Regions from separate parts of the Anas platyrhynchos genome. Here regions 2 and 3 are each linked to region 1. The links are chromatin contacts, called in public Hi-C maps. All regions are on one chromosome and are shown on one strand. Each heading gives the region's core, a stretch centred on a gene start, on an enhancer-like site or on the middle of the called end of the contact. The rest is flanking DNA. Distances are from core to core; before and after follow the strand shown. Region 1 overlaps GLS (glutaminase). Region 2 holds the start of MFSD6 (major facilitator superfamily domain containing 6). Region 3 overlaps MFSD6 (major facilitator superfamily domain containing 6).

Region 1 (3,508 bases), core at 702-3,201:
TAGGTTTAGGGTTGTTTTATTCTTCCCCACTGCTGAAACGAGCATTTAAAAATCTGCCATTTCTCAGGAGAGCTGCAAGGACTTTTTGCTTGTTCTGGCTCCTCGGGTAACCTTCCGGGTTGGGTCAGCTTTAGGAAAAGGAGCCAAACCCCGCTAGTGTCGAGTCCAACTTGTTGATTTGGATTTTTTTATGACTTCAGGTCGTGTAAACTCTGTTTTTTGCGTTACTTCTCAGTACCTGGTTGTTTGCGAAGGTCAGGGGAATGGGGAGACTTCCTAGCACCGCCGGTCTCTTCCCTAATCCCTAGCTTAAAATCTATTTTTTGAGTTTCGGTGTTAATCCGGCGCTGAGCTGGCTTAGCGCTGCTGTGCACTCGGCACCCGGCGCAGGACCCTTTGGCGAGGGCTGTGCCCCGTGCTGCAGGGGGGATGCTTCAAGACTTGAAGGTTTGGCCTTTGCAGAGTTTTTGGGAAACTGTGCATTCAGAGAACCTTTTCCTGCAACATCTTGGACGTCTTTTTTGAAGTCTGGGCTGTGGCGGTGTCCCTAAATCCCATGAAGGGAACTGGAGGAAGGCCGGGGGGCTGTTTGGTTACCCCTGTCTGTTTTACCTGCACCATTTCAGACTGTGTTGGGTTTGACAGGATTCCTCGGCCCCCTGGAAAAACCCTGCAGCCAGCAGCAACGTTTCTCAGCCTGTAAAATCCGTCGTGTTTCCAAATAAATCACTGGGCACGGGGGGGTGCTCTCAGGAAGCAGGACACGATAGGAAATGAAAACCCAGATTCAGTGACCTTCTTTACTTCAGAGCTCGTGGAATTAATCCAGCTTCGAGCTAAATTATTATTATTTTTTTTTCTGAAGGATTTGCTGTCTTCGCACAGCTGCTGTGCTGCCGGAGTCAGTGCTGGGAAGCATCCAGGAGGCAGCAGCACCTGTATCTTGTTTGGCTCATGGTTTGGGGGTGTTTTCTTTTTTTTTCCTCCCCCCTTATCTGTGTTTATCTACGCCCTGTAGCAGCGGTGTAGCTTCCTGCCTCTCTGGACGCTTCCTTCCTTTAGCTTCACATCAGTTCATGTGCTACCTTACGAAACTTGTTCACTTTTGGGCCTGAACTGTGCTGCTGCTGAGTAGGGTGAGGTTGCAGAGCCTGGGCTTGCTTTGCTGCTGGCAAACCCAGTCCAATTCTTCAATTAAAATCATTGGTCTCCCTTGAAATGGGGGCAGGTAACCCAATGGGAAGGAGGATGGCTACGATGTGCCCGCTTTTTTCTTGCTTGAGTTCGTTTCTGGCCAGTTTGGGTAGTTTTTCTGCCACAACTGTCCTCCTGCTAAACTTATTTCTCCCCTGCTTTTGTATCCCCTTACCTTCGCTGTTGTACTGAGAGCGGTCACGTTGCCTCTCAAACTTCCTTTCCTTGAACTAAAGTTTAGATTTTTCTGCACTTTTTTTTTAGGGAGGAGCGTGTGCTGTTTTATGCTACGTTTTAATGGACACTTGCATTTCCAGGGACGCAAAGCAGCCCAGCCAAAAGTACAGCTCCTTCAGGACAGAAGGCCCTTTGCTTTTGCTCAAGCCAGAAAGCCGAGGGGCTCTCAGCACCTGCAGGAGCTGCCTCTGGCTCGGGCACGAAGCGCAGGCACCAGGAGCCTGTGTAATCTGATCTATAATTGTTCCACCTTTGCCTACAAACCTCGCTTGTCTTGTCATGATTTCATGTGACAGAATTGCTTAAAATGTCTCGTCGAGGAAAGCGTCTGTATTAGATGTATGCAAGCAAAATCTGTAATACCAAGCAAAAATATTATTTCTCTTTTGCTAAAACAAACTTCTCTTAACATTGAGCGTCTGTAAAACAAACAAACAAAGCAAGCAACTTACTCTGCCCTGCCAGAAGGAGCGTGTGTGACGAGGTGTTTATGGTTTGTGCATCGCACAGAGCGATGCTGTCTCCGTCAGTATCAGGCAGTGTGAGAGAAGAGCGCTGCTTGTCCTACAACAAGGGCCATGTTTGTTGCCACAGAACAGGCACGCACGCATTGTATTTCATTTACTTTCCCCTTGACTTCAACATTGGACGGAGACAAAGGAGTACGGGTGGCAAAGCCAACTGGAATGAATTCTCGCAGTGCTTCTCCGCTGCCTGCTTCTCTGGCCAAAATTCGCAGGACAAAACAAACCCGTTCATAAGCACCATGCTGGCCTTTCTTGGGGTCTCCATCGGTTTTCTTTTTGAGGCAAGAAGCTGAATAAACTGGGCATCATCTCTCTTTGTAGGTGAAGTCTGTGATAAACCTGCTGTTTGCTGCCTACACGGGGGATGTGTCTGCACTCCGGAGGTAAAAACCAGCGGGGGGTTGAGGGCAGGAAAGCTGCTTGTTGGTGTCTGCCCTTGTTGTTTGCTTACGAGCCTACACTGTGCTCCTAAAATGCCTCCATGGCATTTTAATGGTTACATTTCGCCTGACTCCTTGTTTGGTTGAAGGTGTTTGAAAGAAAAGGTTTGAGAAATCGGAGCTAGGCTCAGAGAGAGAGGTTTAACAGTGTGTTTAAGAAAATAACCAACCAGTCATCAAAAAGGTACCCTCCTGCTATACTGCAGTCCCATTGTTTCCCATTTCTTGGGATCGTACTGAAATACGTTTCCTTAAATAGTCTGACAGAGGGTAGGAGAGCTTTGCTGGCTAAATCTTGAACAGAGCTTGGCAGTGTTTAAGGGAGTAACTGTAAGACTAAATAAACATGAATGCAGCGAGGATATATCCAAGTATCCTTGGTGGGTGGGTGGATGCGCACGGCTTAGCTCTGTCCCCGAGCGATGCGGTGTGATGAAAGAGCTCTCCTAATACCTTAATGCTGCTCGGGATTTACAAACCTGGGACTCCTTCCTGGGTTTCCCCAGCTGGCAGGGGTTTCCTGTGCGTTACACGACTTACCTTGCCCGTGTTTGGCTTTAGATCAGATAAATTGAGAGTAAAGGTGCTTTAACTTTTTTTTTGTTTATGACAGCTAGACGCTAGGAAGAAAGTTAAGCCCCTACTTTATTTTTAAAGCCAAAGCAATTAGGGCCCCTGTCCTTACTTTGTTGCCATCTACGTGTATATCCTCTTACAGGAGATGTTTCACTGCTTTAGCACTGATATTGTTCAATGCGATCTTTGTAACTCATTTTAATTATGTACAACTTCTTTCCATAATTCTTTTTTTTTTAGATTTGCTCTGTCAGGGATGGATATGGAGCAGAGGGACTACGACTCCCGAACAGCGTTACACGTGGCAGCTGCAGAAGGTACTGTCCCCTCTTGCATATAGCTGCTTCCTCACACCGTGTGTGTACACGAATACACGTAAGGTCGTGCATGCACACACACCAACTCCTGCTTGTCTTACAGGGCACGTGGATGTTGTGAAGTTCCTGCTGGAAGCATGCAAAGTGAACCCTTTCCCCAAAGACAGGTGAGTGGCTTTACAGCCCGTGCGAATTTGGGTGCTCTCTGGCTCCACAA
Region 2 (3,508 bases), core at 348-2,847, 170 kb before region 1:
CTTCATCTGAAGAACCAGTATGCTTACACATTTTCTGTAAGTGCAAAAACAAATAAAATAAATATGTTAATGTCTTTGATGTCTTAAGTAACATACGAGAGCATTTACGGAAATATACTCTCAAAGCACACTATTTAAGATTATAAAAATATGTGTTTTGAATTTCACATTAAGGCTTTCCCACTGTAATTCAAGTCATATTTGTATTTCTTACATGGTTCTCTTGGAGCTGCTTTATTATTCTGAAGGACTCTGACAAACCTCAGACAAGCTTTTGAGCTATATGCTCTTTGGCAATGACACTTGAGATACTAAACGATGAACTGTGGTGTTTAAAACTGACATTCAGAAAATACCTACAACAATTGCAGTAAGAGTTTTGTATGTCCCTAGTGCTAGTTTGATACTGCAACCACAAATGTACATACAACTTCTTATGTAATTTCTAACAGTTGAGTTGGTTGCTAACCTATTTTCACAATTGAATTTCACATTCAAACTCAAAGTTGAATGACATTTAAGGAATATAACGAAACTAACACAGAAATTAACTATAAAATTAGGGAAAGCCAAATAATTGGGCTTTAGTTTATGGTTTAGTAGACACACAACAAAGTGCTCACATACATAGACAATGTTCTGCCTGAATGGCATTCAGAAGCACCACACACACACATTAGAAGTTGCATGTGTTGTCTGTCTCAGGTACGGAGTTAAACGTCCCAAGGGCTTCCACCTCAGTCAAACACGATGTAGTTCTTACCAAATGCTGTAATATTACTTGCAGTCTGTTAAATGGCTTCAGTCTGAAAAAGAAATGTTAAAAACTAAAATTCTAAAACAGCTATACAACCCCCAAATGCACAGCTGAGCAAAGCTTTGTCAGAAAATTTCTAGACTTGATTGCTCTACATTCCACTTTGTCTTAATCAAGTAATATTTTGATATCAAAGCGGTTGGAAGTATCGTTGCATGTTGTTATATATAGATACCAACGTCAACTGCTAATGTTTTCATTGCATTTAAGCAATTGCAAGTTGTCTGGGCGCTAATATGACAAAGTAGGAGTTTGGGGGATGCTTGTCTGGAACTTTTAATACTTGTATTTTGGAAAAAACAAAAAAACAAAAAAAAAAAACCACCACAGTCCTGAGGCTTCCATTACACAAAGCCTGCTCTCGCTGTGTTGCATGTATGCACATTTAAGTAGGGTTTACGAAACAACTCGAGCAAAGTTAATGCTTGTGCTGCCAAGAGGAGATATCTGGCCATACCAAACTGTTTATAAAAGCAGGTTTTGAACCTGTTACTTAATTTAAGTAACAGACTTTTATTGTCGTTGTATTCTCCTGAGGAGAACAATAAAACCAGCATCCCCACACACAGCAGGCGCGCTGGGATGAGGTGATTTTTAAGCTCCCTTCATGATCCCAGTAATTGTGTGATTTTATGCAAAGCGGCATTCTCAGGACTTCACGCCACAGCCACCATCATCACGTTATACCACGGCGGGGAGGAAGCCGCGGGGGCTGAGGGCAGGGCGCGGGGCAGGCACCGAGCCCTGAGGCGACGCCATTTCGGGGGGGGGGGGGGGGGGGAAGCGGCCGCGCGGCCGTTACCTGGGCAGCGGCCGCAGCAGGCGGGCCGCCATGGCGGCTGCCGGCGCCGTCGCTCTCCGTCATGGGCCCCGGTACGGCGGGGCTGGGCGGGGCGGGAGCATGCGCGGCGCCTCAGCCCCGGCACGGGGGTGTTGTAACTCGTGTGGGTGTGGGGCTGGAGCCCCGCTGGGTCCCGCACCCTGTTAGATGCTCAGGGTGTCCGCCAGGCTGCGTGTGGCAGTGTGGTGCTGGCAGCAGCAAGGCTTGGTCCGGTGTTTATGACCTCCATGTTCTGCCCCCCCCTCCCCCCTGTGCCTCACAGGCTCTGTGCTGCCTGCTCGGCCATCGACGTGCCGCTGAGTGACTGAGGAGCTGAGCCCATGTGCCGCCACACCGCCAGGCAGGGCTGCTGTAAAGGGAGGAGGACCTCAAGGAAGGTAAAGGCAGGGACTGAGGAGGTGGTGTGGCTGCTGCACCAGTGGCAGCCAGACACAGCCCTGAGCTCAAACACAGCCTGCACTCAGAGCAAATACACTCAAATCGCACTCAGGGAAACTGCCTTTTTTCAAATATAAATGCATTAAGACAATATATTGTTCATTAAAACAATTCAATATGTTCTCAATATAAGTTCATTAAGACAATTGAGGATTTACAGGCATCATACTAGTAGCCCATAATACTAAATTACCTTTTTATTCAGTAACTGTTACACTGCTCCATAGACTTTTATTTTTTTTTAAGCTGACACATACCATCGTGAGACATCAAAAAGTATGGTGAACCAAAGTGGTGCGTTAGGTACATTAGTAGAAATGTAGCTTCACTATCTCAATATAGCAAGTTCAGCGCTTGATTTGTATCTGTATTGACAACAAACAAAAGCAAACAAGCAAACTTTGCAGCAAGTTTATTTTGCTGGAACAAAAAATCCACGCCTTCTGTAGCACTTCTGGAGAAGTCCCCAGAGGGCAGCCTTGCTCTTTATTTCTAGAAATGATTCAGCCCCTGCTTGCAGCAGCGTCATCAGTATTGGCATTTCCGTTGTAGTAACTCGGGGCATATTAAATTTAGTTGTAAAAATCTTCATCAGGCTAAATAGACACAAGGCAATACACGAAACGTTTCAGTATTATGTAGCCTCAGTTTTCAGTCTCGTACATTGTGGGGAAAAAATGACTGAGAGAACAGGACAGAAGGTGCTTTTGCAGGCTTTGGGAGCGTGCCTACTGCGAGTTAATTAACTGCAGGATTCATTAGGCCATCCAGACTATATAGACCTTTACTCATAGATCATATGGTTGTGAAAGATGTGGCCTGTTAACGTTATCTTGACTATATAAAACCTTATATACTGTCTTACAGCAAGTTGCATACAATCAAATCTAAACCAACCGAAGCAACACCAAATTACCATGGTGGCCAAATCTGAACCCATATTTATATTTTTTATTTATATTTATACTTGTTAAGAGTGGGATAACTGCATCTCTTATCTAGGCCTAACCAGGTTATGGGGAGTTTGATAAGCAGGTAATGTTTTTGTACTTAGTATCTGATGCCTGAAAGTCTATATATTTCACTAGCAAATATGAACAGCGCCTTTCTATAGAGGAATCCTTTTGTTAGTATCGTTGTGGAAATGAAGAAATCAGTGCATGGAAGCTAATCGCAGGTAAGAGCGAGAGGAGTCTGTGAAACTCCTGGAAATGTCTTAATAAATTCCACCTGCACACGAAGGGGAAGGCTGTGATCAGGACATGATTACACAGGATGGCAGTGTCTAGGAGTCCAGAATAGAAGTCAGTGGTCTGATTCACCTTTTACTTATCCAGATTTTAATCTATTTCATCCTCTCCTGGCTTCAGTGTAAATAATGGTGTAGAGCCTTTCTTTGTTCTCTCCCAGCT
Region 3 (3,508 bases), core at 744-3,243, 160 kb before region 1:
CTCTGTGCTTCTTCTTGGCAAGGGCACAGGCGACAGCACCAGGCTACTCCTCTGGGGTAAAACTTGCTTGGGAATGGCAAACACAGCCTATTATGTATGCTCCTTACAGACAGGCCATGTAGGCCTGCTGGATGCAGGGCTTAGCACTGTGAGATGCTGCACAGGTACAGCTTCGATCCTAAAGTGTTGTAGTTGGGACCAGCAAAGGGTGTGGGGCTGAGGAGGAGATGCAGGGTGATAGGTGGGCATGGAGAGGTGAGCTTGCTTTGGAGGACAGGTAGCTTTTAAGTCGACTTCTAGCACAGCCCTGTTGTGAATCAAACAGTAATTGGTAACCTGAGTAAACCTTCAGTGTGTGTTAGTTTAAAATAAGAAACATGTAATCTTTTTATCAGATTTGTTTTAAAATGTTCGTATGAAAACTTGATGTGGAATTGCCCAAGTTCACTACAAACTCAGCTTTCTAGTCAGGGAAAGTCTGAAAGCGAAGTAAGACGTGATCCCTTGTTGGCTGGCCTTGCTTTATCCCCGCAGTGCATCAGTGATCCAGGCTGCTCCATCACAGCTCTGTGTTGCTTGAGGGATTAGTTCCTGATTCCTCTTCTGGAATCCTGCTCTTGGAGTATGTTTCCAGAGACTATGTAAATGTAAATCTACGCAGTCATCTTTCTAGGTGCTTAACAATCTAGATTAAGGCTACTCTTGATCAGTTGGACTATGTTCTGATGAACTGCAGGGTGGTCTTTTTGCTTTTTTTTTTTTGTTTGTTCGTTTGTTTGTTTATTTTAATTCAGTATGCATCCAAACCCCAAGTTTGATGCTATTAGATGTTTTGCTGGGTGAGTCTTAACTATCCTTTAATTCCCAAAGTCTAACAAATGGGATATTTATACTGAAGTAAGTATTTAAAATGAGCTGTACTCTTCCACCCCAAATCTAACTTTCTGTTGGCCTACAAGTGGGGTTTTAATGCCTTGTTTTTAATCCTGTAAAGCTCTAAGTGCCATGGGATTTTCCCTGAGAAGTTTAGGGAGTTATTACCCCAGTCTGATACCTGTTGGTTAGCACTGTTTAACTTAGTATGAAGTTGTTTTGTTTTTTTTTTCCACACAAGTCTTTGGGAAGATTGGCTCCACTTGTAATGTCTGGTCGTCTTGATTAGATTCACTTTTTATCCTTCCTGGTCTTGAAATCCTCTTAACTTGGAGAGCCAACACAAACATGATCAATTCAAGAAACAAAAATGGTAAGAAAGCCAAAAAGGTACTTAACTAAATGCAGAGTATTTGTCGTCTTCTGCCTGCCTGCCTGCCAAAGAGGCTCCTCGCAGTCGTTACAATGCCCATCGCAGCAGCAGCACTGAGGTCGTCGGGACAAATGCTTTTTGTCCCTGTTCCTCAGGTCGCTAGTTGCTCGGAGGTTTGCAGACATGCTGCCGTAGCTCGTGGCAGTGGGTGACGGGTTGAAAGACGCCTCACACGTTTTGGGGGTTGAAATAGGATTTGGGCTTGGTGGAGGGATAGATGCAACCCAGGAGGGCACCTTCCTGTGTCAGGAGAACGAGACCCAAGTGCTCACCTAAACAAGCCTATTTGTGCAGAGCTTGAAGGAAGAATGGTCTTGTGGTTAACACGCACATCCTTTATCTGAAAAGAAACACACACCCGGGCTCGGAGCGCGTGTGATCTCGTGGGGAAAGGCCTGAGGCCGCCAGGCCGGCCGCAAGCTTCCTGCACGGCTTCAAATGGGGCTTCAGCATGGGGTGGTTCTCTTCTTTGTGTGTTGAAGCCTTTTGTGCAGTTATTGTACCACCGGGGGGATGGGATGATGAAAATGCAGAGACTGGGCACTGCTCCACGTGGTGGTCCGGGAGCACGAACCTGTGGGCAGACAGCAGCTTGTGCCTCCGTCAGGTGGAGGCTGCTCCACCTCATCCCTTCCCATCGCTGGCACTTTCTCAGGTCCTGGCGGATGTTTCGCCCCATTTGCCTCTCTTTAGGTGTTCACACCTCTTGCCTGAGTTCAGGGAAGGAGGTTTCAAAAGCATTCCCCCAATTTTCCGGGGTCTTTGCTGGGTGCACACGCAGTCGGCCCAGCAGGCCTGGGCCCGAGCTCCGTGCTCCGTCGTGCCTTGAAGGAGTTAAAGTTCATCTTCATGCCGAAATCCTCCTGTTTATCTTCCCAGCCTGCCCTCCTCTCTGTTGTTTTAAACTTGCTGGTAGCGCTGTCTTCTGTCCTCCTACTGTCTGGTGGATCAGAAAAGGGTTTTGCAAAGAGAAGATGTGGTATTTGAAGCCTGGTTAAAATAGCTGGTATTTGTCTAGTCCTACTTCAGAGTACATTGTTTTGCCATCTGGTTGATTTTGCTGCTCGTTCAGTCCCTGACTGGCTTGTTTTTTGTGTGTTTTTTTTTTGGTCAGGAGAAGGAATGCCACATAGATTAATAAGTTTTCAGTAGATTTTCAGTGACAATACCACTTGGTTGGCTTTCTCATCTCCAGTTGCTTATTTTTAGATTTTAAAAAATCGCTAAATAAAATCACTTTCAAAAAACTGTCTTCCAAACAAACTAGTGATCAAAACATTAAAGAAAGCCATATGGCTCCTACCAGTCTTGGTGCTGTTATATTTCTGAAGAGTATATTCTGTGTTATTAATAATATTCAATGAAACACTCTCAGGGTGGGAAAATATTTACTGAAATTATTATGAAATACACTTTTCCTAGCATTCTTACTCAAGATGTTCTAGTCAGAGTACTAGAAGTGTTGAATTAATCCTTGCACACAACAGGTGAGAGAAAGATGGGTGCTGTGGCCAACAGAGGTCCCAGGGAGGGGAAGAAGGGGCCACGAGGTGAGCAGAGTCACCATTTTTAGTACAGCCACTATCCATGCAACTTCAAAAACTGACGTCCCATTCCAACACAGAAGGGAAGCTGAATTAAAAACAGATGAAATACAGATTGCTGTCAAAGTTCCCGCTATAATTTGTGTGAAATCAGATGGCTCCGAGCTCATACCTAGGGGTATGGAGTACGGCTGTTGTGCTTGGATTAGGACAATTAGAATGAATGAATGCTTGCAACAAGCTGTCTGGATGTCCGAGTGGTTAAAATGTGACTTGGATCTTGTGTCGTGGGGCTGAGGAAATGTATTTTGCAGAAGTAAAGGTCTGTAAAGGTCTGGTACAGCTAGTAAGCAGGTTCCTACAAGCAGGTGAGAGTCTGCTGATTTTGTCAGGACATAGGAACAGCACCCAATCCTCTGCGCCATCCCCTTGAGCTGCACCTCTTCTGGAGTCTTGGTTGTCCAAGCAAGGCAAAGCTTAGAGAAAATAAAAGCGCAGATGATGACAGATCTAATTTATTCCTTAGAAGGACTTGTTTTGTGGATATTGAAGCCAAAATTGAGCAAGCATGTGAGCAGAAAACCCGTAATCCTTCCAACTGTCAGGTGGAAGTGGCTGGCTGCACCAAGAATTACAGGAACTAACGAAATAGCTGCTG

Evidence for each region. Hi-C and Micro-C count contacts between places; a contact is called where the count stands out from the background.
Region 2: a Hi-C map of skeletal muscle shows a contact between it and region 1, with 2.6 times the contacts expected there. The contact joins the promoter of MFSD6 here to the enhancer-like site in region 1. A contact is called at or near these places in 2 of 8 Hi-C or Micro-C datasets (skeletal muscle and subcutaneous adipose tissue).
Region 3: a contact with region 1 is called in a Hi-C map of skeletal muscle, with 2.5 times the contacts expected there. The contact joins two enhancer-like sites. A contact is called at or near these places in 2 of 8 Hi-C or Micro-C datasets (liver and skeletal muscle).

What each region holds. Positions count from the first base shown.
Region 1 is chr7:36,253,275-36,256,782 of IASCAAS_PekinDuck_T2T, forward strand. It overlaps GLS (glutaminase), which reads left to right. Exons shown (of 18, transcript XM_038181800.2): 15 at 2,280-2,341; 16 at 3,215-3,291; 17 at 3,395-3,458. Among named protein-coding and RNA genes, the nearest start is that of STAT1, 27 kb to the right of the region's middle. Within about 2 kb of position 1,952, at least 2 of the 8 cell types and tissues checked have an H3K27ac peak or open chromatin away from gene starts, as enhancers often do.
Region 2 is chr7:36,079,211-36,082,718 of IASCAAS_PekinDuck_T2T, forward strand. MFSD6 (major facilitator superfamily domain containing 6) reads left to right here and starts at 1,598. Exons shown (of 8, transcript XM_072040503.1): 1 at 1,598-1,690; 2 at 1,921-2,035. HIBCH (3-hydroxyisobutyryl-CoA hydrolase) reads right to left here and starts at 1,773. Exons shown (of 14, transcript XM_038182046.2): 1 at 1,620-1,773; 2 at 764-806; 3 at 1-34. The coding sequence starts at 1,651.
Region 3 is chr7:36,096,863-36,100,370 of IASCAAS_PekinDuck_T2T, forward strand. All of the region lies in intron 2 of MFSD6 (major facilitator superfamily domain containing 6), which reads left to right. Among named protein-coding and RNA genes, the nearest start is that of HIBCH, 18 kb to the left of the region's middle. Within about 2 kb of position 1,994, at least 1 of the 8 cell types and tissues checked has an H3K27ac peak or open chromatin away from gene starts, as enhancers often do.